2 separate regions of the Mus musculus genome follow, and region 2 is linked to region 1. Evidence: chromatin contacts called from public promoter capture Hi-C data. All regions are on one chromosome and are shown on one strand. The core of a region is the stretch at or near the end of the contact, and the rest is flanking DNA. Distances in the headings are between cores, read along the strand shown. Region 1 overlaps Dgcr2 (DiGeorge syndrome critical region gene 2). Region 2 overlaps Eif4g1 (eukaryotic translation initiation factor 4, gamma 1).

Region 1 (2,798 bases), core at 201-2,700:
AAGTACACTCTCAAGCCAGCTGACTCACCTAGCCCCACAGTCAGCCTTGTCCTGCTCAACAGGAAGCAGCCCCCAGCTGAAGGAGACAGACAAACTGGGTGAAATGACGGCTGACATCAGCAAATAGAAGTCAGCCTATGCAGAAAGCAGCAGAGAGGGAGCAAGGAGTGTGGGGATAGGAGAAGCAGCTCAGGGTAACTGAAGTAACAGCTTCACTGGGTAGAAGAGGACAGAAACGAAGAGAGAGTGTGCAGCTTCACATCAAGCCAGCCCCCAACCAAGGCTACCCATGAGCTGCCCAGCTCATGTAGTCAACTCTGTGCCCAAGTCCAGATGCCAAGACACACACCCTTTCTCTAGGACACCCCACCTGTACCCTAGACTGGATGGCTGGTAAGCTTTAGGAAGGATCCACACAGCAAGAAGTCCTCGCTCTTTGTCTCTCAGTATAGCTAATACCCAAGGAGCAAGAGTCACCAAACATGAGGCCCAACCAGATGGCTCTGCTTCCTCCCTCCTCCAACTCCCATCCCTATAGAATGACTACAAGGACCTCTCCTTTTTGCCACCTCCATTAGGGCAGCTGCAAGGCAGATGGCTAAAGGAACTACTGTCCTTTGGGTTAAACTAAAACACAAATAGCCATTTTAATATGTGTGTGTCTACATACATACATACAAATTTCATTTTATATGTATTCGTGTTTTCCCGGTATGGATGTCTGAGGGTGTCAGAAGCCCTGAAACTGGAATTATAGACAGGTGTGAGCTGCCATGTGGTTGCTGGGAATTGAACCTGGGTCCTCTGCAAGGCCATCTCTCCAGCCCCTCAAAAACTGGTTTCTAAGTGCCCACTCTGCCTGTCTAAGCACAAAGGACACAAAACCACACAATATGTCAATGAGTAAACCCTGTCACTGTGAATAACTCTAGCACTGTGAGAAATAGAGTGGCTGTATGTTTGCTCTTATTTGCAGATATTAGTTTGAAATCTTTACAAGTGGGTGTATAGCCTGGAGTAACCACAGAAAGTAAAAGGGGGTATGGCCCTAGAAAGGGGAACAGTAAGACCAGGTACCATAAAACAAAAATGGGAAAAAGGAGTGTGTGTGTGTGGGGCCTTTATCTAGGGGGTACTTAAAGTGGTAATGTTCCTCCCAAGAGCCATAGACTAACAGACTAACAAAAACCCTAGTACCAGGCAAGGGAAACCTCCCTTCAAATTATTGGTTAGGGGGGTCTAAGTTGACTCCCAAAACAATGCAGGGTATTGCTGTTACCGTTGGTTGCCTCCCAGAACTTGAAAGTTAAGCACCTATTGGTGAAGACACCACACACTTTGCATGTGTAAGATAGAAACCTGAGCTGGCACTGACCTTGAACCCTCCTCCCTTACGGTGAGCTAACACCAAAAGGTGTTACACAAGCTGCCAAGGAGAAAAGCAATCAACAGTCTCACCCAGCTGTGGACGCTGTCGACACAGTAGTGACCTGCACGGCAAGGTAGCCCCAAGGATGCAATAGTGGCACTTGTGTCTTGGAAGTGACCAACCGCAGTCTGATGGGACTGAAGGAGTTCACATCACATGCAGAGAACCACTGAGTGAGGGGTGTCCATCCTCAATGCATGCACAATTCCTACAACTAAAGCTTAGGGAACACGCACAAGAGGTCAGAGACCCTAAAAGGGCGTGGGAGTGGGACAGAAAAACTAAGATTCACTTCAAAATAGTATCTTCTACCACAGGGAGCTGTACCCATGAAATCTTAACAATATATTTGCTCAAACAAGATCTGCATAAAGACTGCCAATTGACATCCAATGTGGACGAGGTAAGTCTCACAAGGCCCCACACCTAGAGGAAGAGCTACAGGAAAATAATGGTTGCTAAGAGAAGCAACATCATTCTTCTTCTCCAGGGGATGAGCCCCTGATAGGCTATTCAATCGCAAACAGTCAGCACACAGACACATAGAGACAGTAACACTACATGACTCAGCACGATGTATTTATGTACACACATGTACATGCAATATATGTAATAATAATCAAGAAAAAGAGGTCAGGAATTTCAAGTGGGGACACAGGAGTTGGAGGGAGAGAGTGGGGTAAAAATGATATACAGTATTCACACATGAAATTCTCAGAAATAACTAAAATAATGTAAAAACATAAAGAACACAAGGTGAAAAGAAAATCCTGCAGTGGTTGCTATGTGTGTGGCAAGATTGAAAACCACTGCACTGAGCTCTGGGACCTCTTAGAGGGAGGCCCCCGCTGACTTGCACGTACACACCATCCGGCTCCCAGACTCAAGGGTTCCCTAGACTCCTTCAAATCTACCTGTGAATAATACCAACAGATGATCTGTGTAAAGCACGTGCTCTATATCAGATACTTTTTGGAGTATTTCCTCACCCATTTCAATCCTTAAGTCTCCATGAACCCATATTATGATGCTTATATTCAAAGTAAGGAAACTGAGGCACAAAAGTAATCTAGAGAGGTGGGAGGGAGGAGGAGGAGGCAGAGAGGGGGGAAGGAGAGAGGAGGACAGGGACAGTGAGAGAAGAGAGGAGAAAAGAGAGGGGGCAACCTTGACCCCGGGCAATGTAGCTTCAGGGTACATGCTTTGAATCCACAACCACCAGCCATTGATCAGAATGAGAAAAAGACCTTTGCAAAACTTGTCAGTTTTGTCAACTTGACCCTTGGTCATGTCTGTAGAACATTTTCTTGATTACCAATTGATGCAGAAGAAACCAGCCTACTGTGGGCAGTGCCATGACTAAAGCAAG
Region 2 (3,245 bases), core at 525-3,024, 2.8 Mb after region 1:
CCAGTGAATTGCTCTTGCAGAGAGGCCAAGTTCCGTACCAGCACCCGTGTTAGGCAGGTCACAGCTGTCTGCAACTTTCAACTCTTGGTGGATCCAACCCTTCTGGACCTTCTGGATACCTCACAGAGACATACCTCCACATAGACACATAATAAAAATATACTGAAAGACATACAGGCTCTGACCTGAAAGCCAAGTTAGTGAACTTTACATGGGCTTTCTTTTCATAGTTGGGAGACAGTAATGTGGATTTGAGTGGTTTTTGTAGCTAGTTCTCATTTATGTTCAAAGAAAAAACTCTGTGAACTTTATTGGCTTTATTTATTTTGTGGTTTTTTTTTTTTTTTCCCTCGAGACAGGGTTTGACTGGTCTCAAACTCAGAAATCCACCTGCCTCTGCCTCCCGAGTGCTGGGATTAAAGGCATGCACCACCACGCCCGGCTTTTATTGGCTTTATTTGAGACAGTCTTAGGTAGTTCTAACTTGGCCTGAAATTTGTCATGTAAACCAGGCTAGTCTTAAACTTGCAGTGTTCCCCCTGCCTCTAATTGCTGGAATTACAAGCATATGTTAGCATGCTAAGCTTGCAGCAGTATCTTTAAAAAAAATTTCCCATCAGGAAGATCTTATGTATATGTATATGTATAGTTGTGTGTGTGTGATTAAACATATAACCACCATTGATACTTTCAAAAGGAATAAGTGGGAACTAGGGATGAGCTACAAATTTACCCCGCTTTGGAAACAATTGCTTTAGGGAATTTTTATTTCTCTAAGCTGGATGTTACTTTTTGTTATGGTTGCCCCTTGCAAAGGGCCGAGTTAGGAATTTGAGTCAGCTTAAGTGGGACAATTTGGAAAACCCTGTTCATTCCCTGCCAAAGAGCTAATTGTGTCTCAAGTTGAGGGTGTGCATGTGTGTTGCTGGGTTGGGATGTGTGTGTGTGTGCGTGCGTGTGTGCGCGCGCGCACACACACACACACACACACACACACACACACGTGTATGAATGAATGTCTTGTGGGGTAGAACAGGTACTTGGTAGCTAGTGTAGAGAGGAAGGAGTTCCTTCCTATAAGGTGTGTGTATCTGTGAGGAATTCTTGTAAATGCAGTTCAAACTGGTTCCCCTGCTTTGACAGACACCTAATTCCCTGGGGAGGCGGGCAGGGCAGGGCAAGGGGCCGGCTGTGTATGATGAGAGGTTCTGCAGTGGGAGGTGTTCAAACGCATATTAGTATATGTTTGGATCTTGAGGCTGTCACGAATCTTTTCTGTCCTTCTTCCCCCAAGCTGGAGCCTATTACCCAGCCCAAGGTGTGCAGCAGTTTCCTGCTAGTGTGGCTCCTGCCCCAGTTTTGATGAACCAGCCACCCCAGATTGCTCCTAAGAGGGAACGGAAAACTGTAAGTAGCAGCTAGGAGCTCTGGGATACCTGGAAAGGGACACTCATGGTCTGCTGTTGGCTGGAATGTTGCGCTTGTGGGAGCAAAACTTCATAGACCTGAATGTAAGCAGAGAGTAAGGTCTGTGGAGAAGTCCCTTGTAAGGGGATTGTTCTGTAGAAGAACTCAGAAGACGACTTGGGCAGCAGGGAAAGACCCAAGAGACTTGGGCTCTAGTAGGTTCACAAGATGTGTGGTTGTTTTGGGGATGCTGGTGGTTAGCTTTGGAAATGGTTTGTTTTCTGTGCTCCTAACTCCTTGGTCCTGGAAGCTCTGGAGGCCTCCGCCTCTGCTCAGTCCTCAAGCCCTGGGCACGGTGCCCAGAATAGGGTGCCAGGGCTGGGGAAGCCGCTGAGTCACCCTGGCTCCACCCACTGCATCTGGGCCCTACCCCTAGAGATCAGACCGACTAGCCACAAGTGAGCTAGCCGGATGTTTGATGGGGGTCTTTAGGCCTAGGGTGTTTGGCTATTGACTTAGGGATTGCTGGTGGGTAGAGGGGAGGGAGGGAGGGGCATTGTGATGTACTGGGCTGCTCTGTGAGGTCAAGAGTCTTGGGGTGGGGGCTAGGGCAGCGACTACAAGAGCAGCCGGATGGGTTGACAGTAGAACTCATGGGGTTTCTGGCACCCACCCACCTGCTTCCCAGTAGGGGTGGGAGGTTGGCCCAGAGTGTTAGGAGGGGCAGGGTGGAGAGGTGGGCTTCTTCTGCTTCCCACTCATCCTATAGCTTTTTTTCCCCAGATCCGAATTCGAGACCCAAACCAAGGAGGGAAGGATATCACAGAAGAGATCATGTCTGGGGCCCGCACTGCCTCCACACCCACTCCTCCCCAGGTACTGTCATATCTTTGAGTGATACCTTGGTTTGGACAGCTATTCTGCCCTAGATTCCGAAGTCACTTGATCTTTCCCTTCACCTTAGGGGTTTGTTTCCCATTTCCCTGCTTTCCTGGATTTCTAGGCAGAGCTAAAGTAGAAATGACTCTAGTAGAGAAGGGTGTGGAACTCTTCAGTGCAAACTTATAACGCTTTGTGTCCTGCAGACGGGAGGCAGTCTGGAGCCTCAACCCAATGGGGAGTCGCCTCAGGTTGCTGTCATTATCCGGCCAGGTAAGGAAGGCAGTGGCACAACCTTTACGGGGGAAGTGGGGAGTGTGAGGATTTACACTTGAAGGAGTGATTCAAACTGAGTACCAGAGAATGACTTAGGTGTCCTGTAGTGGGTTTGAAGTTGCACTGTTTGGATGAGGGGTGAGAACAGCCAAGGTGGGAGAAGGTTGGGATGTGTTTTGTTAAATTGGAAGTAAGCTTCACTAAGAGGAAGAACAAGAACAGTGAAGGACTTGCTGTCATGCATCCATTCTTCCTGCAGATGACCGGTCGCAGGGAGCAGCCATTGGGGGGCGGCCAGGACTGCCTGGCCCAGAGCATAGCCCTGGCACAGAATCTCAGCCTTCGTCGCCTTCTCCAACCCCATCACCACCCCCAATTTTGGAGCCGGGGTCTGAGTCTAATCTTGGAGTCCTCTCTATTCCTGGGGACACTATGACAACAGGGATGATACCAATGTCTGTAGAAGAATCGACCCCTATCTCTTGTGAAACTGGGGAGCCGTATTGCCTCTCTCCAGAACCCACTCTTGCCGAACCCATACTGGAAGTAGAAGTGACACTCAGCAAACCCATTCCAGAATCTGAGTTCTCTTCCAGTCCTCTCCAGGTTTCCACGGCCCTGGTGCCTCACAAGGTTGAAACTCATGAGCCCAATGGCGTGATCCCATCTGAGGATCTGGAACC

Evidence for each region. Promoter capture Hi-C pulls out the DNA fragments that hold promoters and counts their contacts.
Region 2: a promoter capture Hi-C map of liver shows a contact between it and region 1, with 2.9 times the contacts expected there. The contact joins two enhancer-like sites. A contact is called at or near these places in 4 of 39 promoter capture datasets (frontonasal cranial neural crest, hippocampal neurons, liver and 1 more) and 1 of 9 other capture datasets (adipose tissue).

The regions. Positions count from the first base shown.
Region 1 is chr16:17,882,916-17,885,713 of GRCm38.p6, forward strand. The region is part of intron 1 of Dgcr2 (DiGeorge syndrome critical region gene 2); the gene reads right to left. Among named protein-coding and RNA genes, the nearest start is that of Dgcr2, 7.4 kb to the right of the region's middle. Within about 2 kb of position 1,451, at least 11 of the 459 cell types and tissues checked have an H3K27ac peak or open chromatin away from gene starts, as enhancers often do. A contact at or near this core is called in liver, where this site is marked.
Region 2 is chr16:20,676,392-20,679,636 of GRCm38.p6, forward strand. It overlaps Eif4g1 (eukaryotic translation initiation factor 4, gamma 1), which reads left to right. Exons shown (of 33, transcript NM_145941.3): 7 at 1,295-1,407; 8 at 2,191-2,283; 9 at 2,493-2,559; 10 at 2,822-3,245. Among named protein-coding and RNA genes, the nearest start is that of Eif4g1, 5.3 kb to the left of the region's middle. Within about 2 kb of position 1,775, at least 97 of the 459 cell types and tissues checked have an H3K27ac peak or open chromatin away from gene starts, as enhancers often do. A contact at or near this core is called in liver, where this site is marked.